2 separate regions of the Cricetulus griseus genome follow, and region 1 is linked to region 2. Evidence: chromatin contacts called from public Micro-C data. All regions are on one chromosome and are shown on one strand. Each heading gives the region's core, a stretch centred on a gene start, on an enhancer-like site or on the middle of the called end of the contact. The rest is flanking DNA. Distances are from core to core; before and after follow the strand shown.

Region 1 (6,799 bases), core at 1,817-4,316, 270 kb before region 2:
ATGTACAGAGTGTAAACAGTAAGGCCCCTGGGAGGAATAGTGAGGGCGGGGCCGGGTGAAGGGTGCATACACGTTAGGAATGTGGGGAGGAGGCAGTGGGCCTAGGGTGAAAAACAACAGATTTGTATGGCGGGCATTCAATACGCCACCGACGCTTGCAGTATCGCAGGTCCTATGGTAGGTAGGTCTACCGATTTCTTCAGGTGGCAAGAGGAGTAGAAACTGCCCACTGATCTTTACCCTAGGAGCAGCAAAACAAGAATCTGTACCTCTTCCTCCCCAAGGCGAGTGGCCATACCTAAAATCTTCGGCCCAGACCTCAGGACCAGCTGACTAAGCAGTTTCTCAGACTGGATGAGAACGGTGAATTCTGTAGTCTTTTCCCGTCCACGAAGAGCTCTGGACACCTATGTCCAGCAGGGGGCGCCATAACCCCACCACCTACGAAGCGCTCCGACCCCAGGTCCAGTTGCTGCTGCTCTAGAGTGAGACGGGGCAGCCGCTTGGTTAGAGTCCTGGATCCAAAGGCAGCATCCCAAAATGCACCCCATCCCTGGCCCCAGCACATCCCCCAACCTGGGGCTCGGTCTCTAAATGTCAGTCTCCCGGAGATTGCTGTAGTCGGCTGGCTCATAGGCAGGGCAGATGACAGCCTCTGCCACTTCTTGGGGAACGCTTAGAGACACCGCCTCCACCTCCGAGCGCAGGGCGCAGGCAGCCTCCGCGCGCCGTGCGCCCCCAGAGCGGATCTTGTGGGACAGGCTGGACACCTTCGCTCGCAGCTGGGTTGTGGGTCTCTGCAGCGGCCCGAGCAGCTTCCACTCCCGGAGGGCGGAGGCGGGCTTTCGACGGCCGGAGACCGTTGCCTGTGCCTCGGACGTGCCTGCAGAGCCTGGGCCCGGGTGTGCAGTGAGGGCAAGGGGGGCTCCCGGGGGCGCGACGAGCGGGCTGGGGGCACAGTCGGGGCGCTGATCGCCGGTCGAGGCTCGCCAGTGGTGGCCATAGACGCGCCACAGGCGTCGGCGGCGTCGGCGGCATTGGCAGCGGAGGAGGCGCAGGAAGGCGCGCTTGAACTCGCGGCTGGAGCAGGGGTAGATGAGCGGGTTCACACAGCTGTTGAAGTAGCCCAGCCAGAAGATGACCTTGAAGACGCCCTCTGATGGCTTCAGCTGCGGAAACAGAGAGCCTGCGGGGGACAGAGACCCGGGTAGTTAAGGGTGTGGATAGTAGGGAGATTGACAGCTGCCTACCTTAGAAAGCTTAGCCACTGGTAGGAGCTCTCAAGGGGTCTTTCTGTGAACACAGATGGCAGACAAAAAAAAAAAAAAAAAAAAAAAAAAAAAAAAAAAAAAAAAAAAAAAAAGAATCATCTTCCTGTCTTCTGAGTCAGACCTGATAACTATTTGGGCAAAGGCAACAAATCCTGACCAGAGTGAGAGACCAAACCATGAGCAGCTGCAGTTTCACCAGCCCCAGTCTTCGCTATGGACTGCGCTCCGTGTGGAGGTCTCTTTGTGCTCCCCTCTCTCCTCAGAGGGCACCCTCTAGAAGACACCAGCGTGTCTTGTTCTTTATGGTGTTGATGTGGAAGCACAATTCTGCTACCAGTTCCATGTAAAAATATTTTGACAACTTTTTTTTTAAACAAAATGAGTTCGTTTGCAATTTTTTGTACAGTGTTTTATGGCACTCTCTCTGGCAGTGTACGCTACAGCCTAAGCACAAAGAGAAAGACGCCCAGAATTAAGGGGTGACCAAAGTTTGCCCAGTGCTGGGTATTGTGCAGGAGTCATGAAACGTGGTGCTGGCTCTAGGTGGACAGTGTGACTACCACTGAAGCACAGGGTTGAGCGCAGGCTCAGGGACACCTCCCAACCATCCCAGACTCAGCCAGGACAGGACAGGCATGGAGCCAGTGGCTGTAGAATGAACTCACGACACCTCACCTAGGCTCCATGATGGAGCGCCTTGAATGAAAGCCCAGCTTTCACTTTGGGGGTAGTTAGGAGCCATGGGTATTTTGAAGCTGGTCGAAGATACAGCTCAGAATTAAGCTTCAAGATCGCACTACCCATGACTGTAAAACTGCAGGCCTGTCACAGGGCAAGGGGTGAGGAAATGCTTCTGGCATGGCTTTGGATGAGGGCTAGAACACCAGGCAGGTAGGGATGGGTGCTAAGACCCTGCTTCCCACAAACCTCTTCCCTAGGATCCTAGCATGGACCCTAAGGAAGCCACTCTGAGGGAAAGGGGACTGAGTACAAAGGTACAGTCCAGAGGCCACTTTCTCACCTGCCTGGTCCTCAGAAGAAGCTGGGGCCAGATGCTTCCTTCTAGACACAGAAGGACAATGTGCCCCTCTCCCCAGGGGTAGAGGCATTATGCTCTACTCATCAACCACCTGCCATATCACCTAACTAGCCATGTGGGGAAACAGTTTCTGATGCTGAGAGAAGATGGAAGGAGGGAGGGCAGCACCCACCACACAGCCCAGCTTTTTGCATCTTGCTCATGGGGTCCTCGGCAGGCTACACAGCAGGCCACTGAGAGTCTCACTTCTTTTTCTGTGAATGGAGACGGTAATGCTCCTCTGCATGGGATTTCATGCAGATGCATAGATTTCAGTGCTTAGCAGAATTTTAACCCAAACATGTTGGGCTGGGAGTATATATCAGTGCTAGAGAACTCATGCAACACTTGAGAGACCCTGGGTTCAATCCCCAGGACAGCAAGCAAGTCAACCAACCAACCCACCCACTCACCTGCCCCTGGTATCTACTTATCCCCCTTAACCACCTTTTTCAGTGGCTTTTCAGAGAGGACACCACAGGCCAGGGAAAGGAACCTGCCATCTATATCTAGAGACTGGTCAGAAACAGTAACTAAATGCAGTGGGTTTGTGGGCACTGGGGCTTAGTAAGGCTGATTTCCCCTGAGAGAAGAGTTAGGCAGCCCCTGGAAAATGCCAGAAGGACCTTACCCTGCAGGAAGATAGCCCTCAAGAACAGCACCCCTCAACGACTGCAATGTCAGGCCAAATGCTGGAAATAACACTCTGACTCAGACTACAGTCTTTTCCATTTCACTGTGGATGACACATCAGTGGGCTATGCTTCCCAGCGGTTGTTGCCAGCCTGAGCTTTATTCAGATTTGTGGACAACATGACATGTTTTAGTACTGCCCCAGTCTCACTGCAAACACTGATACTTTAATTTATGCACAACTGACTTGTCCAGAGTCTTCCTGGAACAGGGAATTCCTCACACACGAAGGGGCTGGGATTCAAAGGCTGCCTTCCAGTCCCAGCAGTTGCCCTCTGCCTCCCTTGAGGTCTGACTTTGAGTTCCCTCAGAAACAAGCTCTGGGACAGGGTTCAAGTGCAAGTCTTAAGCCCAGGAGGGAAACACCTTGCGTAGGTGCTGACACAAGGGGAAGGGATGCCAGTAAGTCAGTTGCTAATTCAGGAAACTGAGGCTTAACCCCAAAGGGGCTCTCTGCCCCCCCAACCCCCAGTGGGGAGGGATGTGGGTATCTACCTCTCATTCCCATCACTCTCCAGCTGCTTTCTTTAGCTTTTAATTTTTCCCACTTTCTGCCTACTTTATGGATGGACTACAAGGATGAGTAAGCCTGTGTAAGCAGGCAGGCACTCAGGAGTGGGCCTGTGCAAACTGAAAGTCCAAGGGAGATGGGTGGTCCCCCAGCCTCCACCACAACTGGTTCTCACTCTTTCTGACCACGGTGTGCAGAAATATTGCTTAGAAAATCCAGGCATCCTGCTGCAGGTTGCAAATTCCAGGGGCATCAGGTCTTGGGAGATATTTCCTGTTATGGTCCCAGATGAGGACCACAGCGGCAAGTGAGGACTATGCCACTTCTTCCTGGAATGGTGCGCCAGCACTCCTTCAGTTTTCCTCTTGTTGTAGTCCCCCTCCTCTCCGTACTGTCTCTGCAGCTCACACACCTTGCAAGGATCTCTGGGGTCTGAAGGGGTGTAGGCACACCCCTTCCCTGTTGCACAATATGTGTGGGATGGAATGCCCTGGAAATGGGTACTGGGCAGGGATGACACTACAGAGGTATCAGTGAACAAATCCTTCTCAGACATTGCCAACTCCCTGTAGTCTGCCTGAGACATCAGTTGGGCTCACCAGCTGCTTTGCCTTATCTCTCAGTGCATCAGCTGTCACAGGTGCCCTGGAAGCTTGATCTTCAATGTACATTGAGGTGGGGCAACATGCAACAGGTGGGACCTCAGGGAAGGTTGTGGTCGCTCCACTCTCCTGGATAAACTCTGCTGGGAGTGGCCCAGGTCTTGTGAAGCTAGAACGGTTCTCACGGCAGTGGGGTATAAAGCATCCATGCTGCGATGTTTCCATGTGCCCTTCCCAGATACTGATGCTGATGCTGTTTGGGTTTCCTAGTTACCAGAACTGTGATGCAAATAAACTCTTCTTTATAAGGTAGTTAACCTCAGTTGTTTTGTTATAGTAACACAGTACAGACTAAAACTACATGAGTCTCAAAAGGTATGTGGAAGTCTTGGAGCTAGGACTACTCTCTGCAACTAGGGCACCCTCCCCCTTGGCTCCAGTGGGCTTAATCTCCCATCCTGAACATTGTCCTCCAATTTCCTGCAGACACAAAGTGCAGCTGGGTAAACTGTAAAAGTTCTTTTTACCAAGGAAGCTGCCATGTGCTGCCCTCTACTTCCCTACTGTGTGCTGTAGCCTCTGCCTTTCCCTAAGTCCCCAGTGTTACAGCCCTGCTCTAGCATTTTCTGTCTTATGTATGTCTTTGTACAAGCTATGTGGCCACTCTACCCTCTGGCTGGGCTCAGCTTGTGATGGGATCCTCACTCTTGCTTTTGGGCTGATATGCATGGCTGTACCAGATGCTCTTCCTACACACTGGGCAGTGACAGCTTCCCATGGGGTACCTTCCACCCACTTCTGACCAGCAGAGTGATTTAGGAAGCCCCACCCCCTCCACCAATGCATCACACTCGCTTTGAAATGCAGTAGGTACTGATACCCGTGGACTCTTCTCTGTTTCACCCCACACTATACCGGTTATCAACTGTTGGTCTCTGAGTCCTGAAGCTTTGCCCTGCTTCCCTGTGACTGCTGTGGCCCAGCCTACCACCCTCGTCTAATGGCAAGGCCTGCCTGAGTGGGCGGTGTTTCCACACAGCAGCTGGGGGTCCTTAGCAAGCACAAGCCAGAGCTGTTCTATTCTTTACTTCCAGGGGCTGCACACTGATCACTGCAGCCCCACACCCTCCCTCTCTTTTTTCTTATCTGCACTGTGACCATTTGCCAGCGCCTTGATTGTTTCTAGTGTCTGCCTCCTTCTCTGCTTAGTGGGCACTCAGTTTGCCAGCATCACAGCCATTTCCTTCATCACCTTCCCATATCCACATTCCTCATCCAGCTAGAACCTAACCCACGAGCCACAGAATCACGTCCTGAGCATGCGTGGGCCTCTGATGGTGGTGGTGTAATAGGTCCCGCCGTTTCTCTCCCTGTCCTCAGCTCTGTACTGATGTCCTTCCCTCTCATCTCTGTCTCCCCAGCTGTGGGATTTCATGCTCATGCCCCTATGTCCAGCCCTTTATACAGGTGCTGGAGACCAAATTCGGTCCCTGTGCTTGCACGGTGAGCACTTTACCTGCTGAGAAGTCTCAGAAATGACCATGTTTGTCCCCTGCCTCAAGGTAATGGTGTGTGTGTGTGTGTGTGTGTGTGTGTGTGTGTGTGTCTGTGTCTGTGTCTCTGTGTGTGTGTGTCTGTGTGTGTGTGTGTGTGTGTCTGTGTGTGTCTGTGTGTGTGTGTCTGTGTGTGTCTGTGTGTGTGTGTGTGTGTGTGTGTGTCTGTGTGTGTGTGTGTGTGTGTGTCTGTGTGTGTGTGTCTGTGTGTGTGTGTCTGTGTGTGTCTGTGTGTGTGTGTCTGTGTGTGTCTGTGTGTGTGTGTGTGTGTCTGTGTCTGTGTGTGTGTGTGTGTGTGTGTGTCTGTGTGTGTCTGTGTGTGTGTGTGTGTCTGTGTGTGTGTGTGTGTGTGTGTGTGTTCTTATGCGCACAACCCCACATACCTTCCCATCCCCCACTCTGCTGCAGCCACTGTCTGCCTTGTTGCTTCTCACCCACCGTGGACCTCAGCTTTTCCCCAGAATCTTCTTCCATCACCTCTGCAGTAGGCTGCCCAGACCCTACGCCTGACTGGAGGTCTCCACTGAGCTTACTTCTCACTTAGCTCTACGTGCTCCAGTATTGACCACCTTCTCCAATACTGCCGGAAGCCGCTCCATCTCCTCTGTCCTCCATCCCTTCCACCCTGGGCAGGTGACTCCAGGACGGGACTTCTGTCTACTTTTCTTGCCTGGAGCCTCTTTCATCTCATTTTTCTTAGACGGCTGCAGCATCTCTGACACCCTCCAGCCTCCACCTGTCTCCACCCATCTGCACACAGCTGCAGGGAGACTTCATAAAAATGGTTTCTCTTCTTCACTCTGTCCATTTTCAGTGGCACCCCACAGCACTAAGAACATGCTGAAATTGACAGGAGTCATAGAATGACCGTTGCCTGCTTTCCTCCGATTTCACATTTGGCCCCAAGCAGGTCCTCTTACTTGGGCCTCTCTCTAGCTCCTCACCTCTCACCCCTGCTCAGTTTCTAACCATCTGGCTTGGTTGTCCCCCCTTGCCTTCCCAGGAGTCCCCGTGTGAGTTCCCCAGAAGGCCCATGTGTTGGAGGTGTGCTCCCCAGTCCACACAGCTAACGCGGGGTGGAGGAACATCTA
Region 2 (6,836 bases), core at 2,732-5,231:
CATCTAAATTCCTGTGTTAAAGTCTAATCCTAGGAGAAGTTGGAAGGTATTATTAGACCTCTTGGCTGGAATTAAAGCTGTAGTCAAGAGAAGCCCATTTCAATATGGGCCCCTTCCACCGTGCAATATGGGCTCACAACTGTGTGAGCACACCCTGAGAAGTTCCTGTCTGTGTGCCAGCAAGCCAGCCCTCCAAACCAGACACTGAATCTGTCAGTTCCTCCATCGTGGACTTCGCAGACTCCAGAACTAAGGGAAAGAATTTCAGTTGTTTAGAAGCTTTTCCACTGTGTTTTTTCGTTATAGCAGCCCAAATGGCCCCAAACTGCCTTTCTTGTTTGAATTTAAAGCATGGCATTGGAGGCTAATGGAAAGAACATTGTTGGAGAACAGGGCAGATTTATGCTTTGAGAAGTGTTGCTCTGTCCTTCCTGGAGGATTCTTTTTTTCTTTTTTCACCTATGAAGACTCACCTGTAATTGATTCTTTTTAGGAGCTACCCAGTTGACCACGCCTTTCCTATTTTAACTCAGTCCTGATATAAATATTCTCTTATAGGAGGAACTGTCCCGGTCTTAGGAGGGTGACTGTCCAGTCTGTATTGTTTGTTTGTTTGTTTGGTTTGGTTTTTTTTTTTTTTTTTTCAAGGGCGGTCACTTCTCTTTGCCTTCTGTATTAAACCATACACTTGATAACTTAACACTTTTGCACATAGAGAAATTGGTGCCTTTCACTGTTCAAAAACTTGTCCCAAATCACCATTTGGTTGATTCCCTGGTCTCATCGAGGTCCATTTGACTGTGTCTTAATTAAAGTTGGTTACTTAAGCCATCCTGGCCAGGACGTTTTCCCCTTTGGGCTCCAGTTCCCCCATAGGAGTGTAACACTCATTCCAGAGCCCAGGAAGTGTCCGGTGGGACATTAGTTGTCCCCACCTTTTCCTCACCAACCTGTGCAGTTAGTTTCAAGGCTCCGTTCACCACTCAACATTACATAGACTCCTGTAGCCAACTCTGGCTCGAATATAAGTGGGGATATGGCTCTAGGGATTCTGTAATTGCCTTTCTTGTGTGCCTGTGAACTCTAAAGTTCTGCTGGGGTGGCCCTTTCTGCAGAGGAGCCGCTGTCGGGGTGGGCTTGCGGGAAGGGTATATCCCACACCAAGGATTTTATACTCATCTGTATTTGCGAGTTCTCAGGGATCCAACAAGGCCAGTCGCTCAGACAGGTTTTGCACTGGAACCTGGAGGCCAGGAGTAAGACAGGGGAAAGTGCGTCCTGTCCTAAGCTTCCACGCGATCTAAATCCCACCATCACACCTCCATTTAGGCAGGAAGGGCAACATAAGGTAGGAGTGGGTTGTAAACCAGCTGAGCTGACACAGTCTGGAGGACCGCCTCCCTCCTGCCCCTGACAAGCTGGAGGGAAGTTCCGGGACTTCGGGAACATTTTGCACTATGCAGTTGGTACCCGTGGTTGGCGCGCCCCCTAACGGCGGCACCTGGTGATCCTCTGCGAAACGCGAGCGTCCTGGACTGGTCTTTGCTTCACTCTGCAGGAGGCAGCTGCCCGCAACAGAGCAGAAAGCTATCCACAGAGGTCGTCCCTACCGCAATCCCTCTGCGGTCCACACTGCAGAACAGCCTAGCCAATTCGACTGAGTTCTACATGTGTCCTCTTCTTTCCAAGCATCTATCTGTTCTTGTTCCCAGCACTGAGCTCCTCTTTCTTTTTCTTTTTTTCCCACTCTTGAATTCTGCCTTGTGGAGTGTAACTGATTCCTTTTCTCTGTATCTGTTACAGGAAGAAATCACATGTTTTTTCCAATACAAGCTAAAGATCAGGAGAGCCAAAGGTGCAGTTCCCATCCCAAACGACAGGAGGCTCACTCAGAAGAACCAATGTTTCCAATGAAGTCCAAAGGCAAGAAAAGCTCGTGAATGCCCCATCTTGAAGGTTACCATCAGTAGGGTTTTCGTCTTACCTCAGCCCCTTTCAAAGTTCTATTTACGACTTCACTAATTCGATTGGGGTCCACCCGAATTAGGGAGGGAGATTTGATTTATTTGATCTATCAATTTAAATGTTAATCTCATCCAGGCACCACCACAGAAACCCCTAGAATAATGTGAGACCAAATGTCTGCATCCCCCACCCCTGCCACCCCGTCAAGTTGGCATATAATGAACCCTCACAACACCCTGGATTTAAGCAGTGGCAAGTAGTTGGGGGAGCTTGGAAGGGAAGTCCAGCCCAAGACAAAAGACTGAACACTTGGGAGTATGTCTGAGATGCCATGAACATCATTAATGCTATTATTTGGTTATATAAGGTGTTTGAACGCCTTGTCACAAGTTTCTACTCTGAACCAATCCTCCTTCCTGAGGCCTATCCCTGAACAGAGAGCATCTTGCCATCTCTTTAAGCCTGATACTCATCCCTTGCCTAGATTCACCACTCTCTTGCCCCTGCCATGCAGAGGTCTGTTTTCCAGTGGCCCTAATTGACAGGAACATTTCTTTGGCTGAAATGTTCCCACCATTTCTTTTCCTGAAATACTGGACATAAGCCATCATTACAAAGGTTAGAGATTGGCAGAGGGAAGTCTCCAAATGCACCACCAAACAGAAGCAAGGCATTTCTATGGCAAAGGAGAAGTCACACCATCTTCTGCCCATCCCCTGGACTTGCATAACCACTCTAAAAAAAGCTTGACCAATCACCCTGTTTTTACATGCTCTTCACCATGTATATCACAGCAAAGCCCAGCTGATAACAACACTGTGTGACAGTAATTAGATGAATAATTATGTGTACATGGAAAGGTTTGGTGGCTGGGTCTTGGTGAATAGGAGCTATAAATACACACATTAAGAAAGATTCCATTAGAAAATGAGCGTTAAGCAGTTGAAAAGCTCTCATTAGGCATTTCTAGAGATTTTTACAGCTAGAATGTTATTGACTCTTTTCACCATTCACTGAAGGCTTTCAGTGGGAAACTAAAGCATCTAAAATCATAACGTAAGTCCGTGGGGGAAGGTTCTAACTTTATCAATGTCCCATCTTTATGCAGCTTCTTCTGAACTCAGCTCTGACACAGATCAAAATCTACTTTGTTTACATATAATGCCTTAAATGGATGCTATTCAAACAGAGGTTTTGTAAATTCAATGTAATATAAACACAGGCTGAATATAGTTACTTCTACCAACATGGTATGGGTTGAATCTCCAGGAAGAGAAGCGGAAATGGATACAAGGAGTGATATTTTGCTTCACCTAACAAAATATTCCTCAGACAAAACTTCTCCCAGTAACACCTTTGCATATGGTTTCATCAGAGAGCCAGCCAATTTTTCCATTTACCAAGTAAGTAGTCCACACAAATGGAAGAGCTAAACCTTCCTCATTATACATGCCAGGGACAGCCATCAGTCTCACTACACAGCTTCAAGTCCAAGAGTCAGCCGAGAGCAAGGTTCCTGAGCATCAAGGGTAGATTTTAGACCTGCAAGCCTTTTAAAGGAGATTTGTGTTGTGTGTTTTAGTCTCTAATAACATACAGCAAATGTCACAGAGGCCACGTGTCATCATTAAAACCACAGAAAAGTGTGTATATTAGTGTGCTGCACCCTCACACATCCATCATCAAAGTTGAAATGCAATACCTTGACCCATGCACACAATTGTGCTCCAGTGACTCCAGGATCCTGTATCCACCCCCTGTTCCTCAGGGTTGTCCATCATCTCAAATCTATTACTTATCATTTCCATGTGTTTGTGTTTGTGTATACGTTCACCGTGAATGCATGTATCCCTCAAGTATCGTCTTGTGCATGTTTGTTTTAAGGGAGTGAACACATATCAAAGTCTCTGCAACTTGGCTTTTGGCTTGTGTTTGCAAGATTCCTCTGTGAGGACGTGTGAGGCTATAACCTACTCATCTTTATTACTGCTTGACACATGTCGTGTGAATATATCATGATTCACTTCCATTACCTTCCAGTGGGTGGGGACTGCGTGAGTTAGAATGCTTTACCCTTGACAGTGTTCCTGGGATATCGTCGTATGTTATGTGTATATGAATAATTTTGAATTAAGCCACAGTGTGTTGTGATTGTTTCCTTGTTATCAGGTTCACACTCTACCTTCATAAAGAAGGTTGGGCTTCATGACCATTTACCTTCATTTGACAGGTGATGATAATGAAAACATTATTTTTAGGCAACAGTTTTCAGTTAATCAAGCTGTTTTCCCCACTCTCGTAGGTTACTCTGGATTTCCCTTTCCAGCAGGTGACTTGATTTATTTTCCTTCTCCCTGTTTTCCTAAGAAGTCCATGTTAAAATTATGAGGTTTTTTGGTAAGGACCACTTTTTTCACATGTTTTAATAAATAAAACCAGCATCGGCTCTAAACTCATCAGGTTTTTAATTATGTTTTCCTTGATAGCCCACAGGTTCCTCCTAATTTTAATTTATTGTGATAAAAATGTGATCTGCAAAGTAATTATTTGGAATATGTTGAATTTTTTTTCTGTATCTCAGTATGTGGTCTGTTATAGAGCATGTTTGTTTGGCAGCTCTTATAAAGAAGACATTTAATTGGGAGGCTTACAGTTCAGAGATTCAGTCCATTGTCATCATGGTGGGAAATGGCAGCCTGCAGGCAGATACAGTGCTGGAGAAAGAACTGGGAATTCTACATCTTGATCCAGAGGCAACAGGAAGTCAATTGAGACACTGGGTAGTATCTTCAGCATAGGAAACCTCAAAGCCCACCCCTATAGTGACACAATTCCTCCAACAGGGACACACATACTCCAATAAAGCTACACCTCCCAGTAGTGCCACTCACTATGAGTTTATGGGGGCCAATTACATTCAAACCACGACAGAGACTATGAATTTAAAAAAGAGCAATGGGGAGGGAAGAGTGTGCTCTATGGAAGGTTTTGGAGGGAGCAAAGGGGGAAATGGTATAATTACACTATAATCTCAAGAGATTTTTAAAGAGATTAATTGATCCTCAAAAACAGATACATTATTCAACAAGCAAAAAAAGGAGCCCCATCCACTAAAACAACAAACTTCAAGAAAGGCAAGAGACCTTGCTGTGGTGCTGCACACCTAATCCCAGCACTTGGGATGCTGAGGCAATAGAATCTTGAGTTTAAGGCCAGCTTGGACTATAGGACAAGACCTGCCAGAGAGAAAGGGGGAGGGAGAGTGTGCACATGCCCTACCCAGTCCCACTCACTTCACCTCTCACCCTTAACTTCTGTCCTCCAGGCTGACACTCTCTGCAAGACAGACCCATAGAGTTGCACTGCCCTCGTGTTGCCAGTTCAGCCAGCAAGTAAAGGCCTTGGTACCTCATTTCTGATGGACAGCAGAATGTGATAATTAAGGCTCAGTCGTTTCTGACACTCTCTGGAGCATCCTCTGTCAGCTCATTATTCTGACTACCCAGTGTTCCAGTACTGTAATCCATCTTATTGCAGTTCTCAAAGGCAAGTGTGTTAGTCAGTGCTACGCTGACCTTTGCCCTCTATCGTGCCCTCTCTGTCAATATTCCATCCTTCATGGCTTTTATGTGCTCTGGACAACAGACTCTCATTATCTCGGGTTTTCATTAAAGTTTAGTTCATGTCTCTTGACTCTCTTGTTGTAAGAGAGGTTCAGATGGTCCTCAATGCTTCCGGCCTTGCACAATATGAGACTGGAACACTCTAAATCGTGGTCTTCTTCTAGATTTTGCCCACACTTTCATTTCCCCATCTTTTCCCTCATTTATTGTTGGTGGTTGGAATTTTTTAGATAAGTCTTTCTCTGTAGCTCAAGCTGACCTCAAACTCGATAACTTTTCTGCCTCAGCCTCCCAAGTGTCAGGATTAAAAGAATACATGCCTGTGACCAGCATGTCAGGCTCCCCCACCCCACCCCGTTTTCATGTCATACTTTGTAAAACCTCATCCCTTTGAGGTTAAGAAAGAATTATCTCTTGCTTCTAGGATATTTACAGGGTGACCATTTAGACTCCCAACTCTGAACCTAGAATGTATGTTGGTGGAAAATAAAGGGTACAGCTGCATTTGCACGAATCTCCCAGATCCCATTATTCTTTTGGTTTCATTTTCCCCAGTGATTCAAAAGTTCATCTCTAAAACATAAGAAAAATCAGGGCTGGAGAGGTTGCTCAACGGTTAAGAGAATGGACTGTTTGCAGAGGACCCAGGTTCAGTTCCCAGCACCCACACAGTTGTTAACAACCATCTGTAACTCCAGTTCCAAGGGCTCTGGTGCCCTTCTCTGGCCTCCACATGCATCAGGCATGCCCAAGGTGCATAGATACACATGCAGGCAAACACTCACATGCTTAAAATGAAATAATAATATTATAGAAAAATATAATATAGTAATAATAAAATCTATGTGCATCAGCCTGCTTCTTGACTCCCCTTTCAAATACCTTTCATTGATCTGTCTAATCTGCTTTAAAATCCTTATAATTTCATGATATTTTTTAGTATTTTGTAGAATTACCCTTTGTCAAGTCAGGAGGTGGTGGCTGTAAGGATTCAGGCGGCATGCTGGCCTGCCCCTGTCACCTGGCAGGATGCAGACAGGCAGAACCCTGGTCAGCCCAGGGTTCCATGGTTGTGTAGTCTACACACCGGTACAAAGGACCCCTTTAAAAGAAAGGCCCCTGCCCAATTACCGTCTCTTTCCCGCTGTTCCCCTCGGCCCACAGGACTTTTCCTCTCTCCCTCCCCTCTTCTGTCCTCTCTCTGTCTCAGTGTCTAGGTGTCTATTTACCTTTCCCCTCCCCTTTCCC

What was found. Hi-C and Micro-C count contacts between places; a contact is called where the count stands out from the background.
Region 1: a contact with region 2 is called in a Micro-C map of the CHO-K1 cell line, with 10 times the contacts expected there. The contact joins two enhancer-like sites. A contact is called at or near these places in 7 of 8 Hi-C or Micro-C datasets (the CHK-Q cell line, the CHL-YN cell line, the CHO-K1 cell line and 2 more).

What each region holds. Positions count from the first base shown.
Region 1 is chr6:47,043,223-47,050,021 of CriGri-PICRH-1.0, reverse strand. It overlaps Adra1d (alpha-1D adrenergic receptor), which reads right to left. Exons shown (of 2, transcript XM_027421732.2): 2 at 1-1,186. The coding sequence ends at 591. Among named protein-coding and RNA genes, the nearest start is that of Adra1d, 15 kb to the right of the region's middle. Within about 2 kb of position 3,066, at least 2 of the 6 cell types and tissues checked have open chromatin away from gene starts, as enhancers often do. A contact at or near this core is called in the CHO-K1 cell line and fibroblasts, where this site is marked.
Region 2 is chr6:46,773,831-46,780,666 of CriGri-PICRH-1.0, reverse strand. No RefSeq gene overlaps it. Among named protein-coding and RNA genes, the nearest start is that of Prnp, 98 kb to the right of the region's middle. Within about 2 kb of position 3,981, at least 2 of the 6 cell types and tissues checked have open chromatin away from gene starts, as enhancers often do. A contact at or near this core is called in the CHO-K1 cell line and fibroblasts, where this site is marked.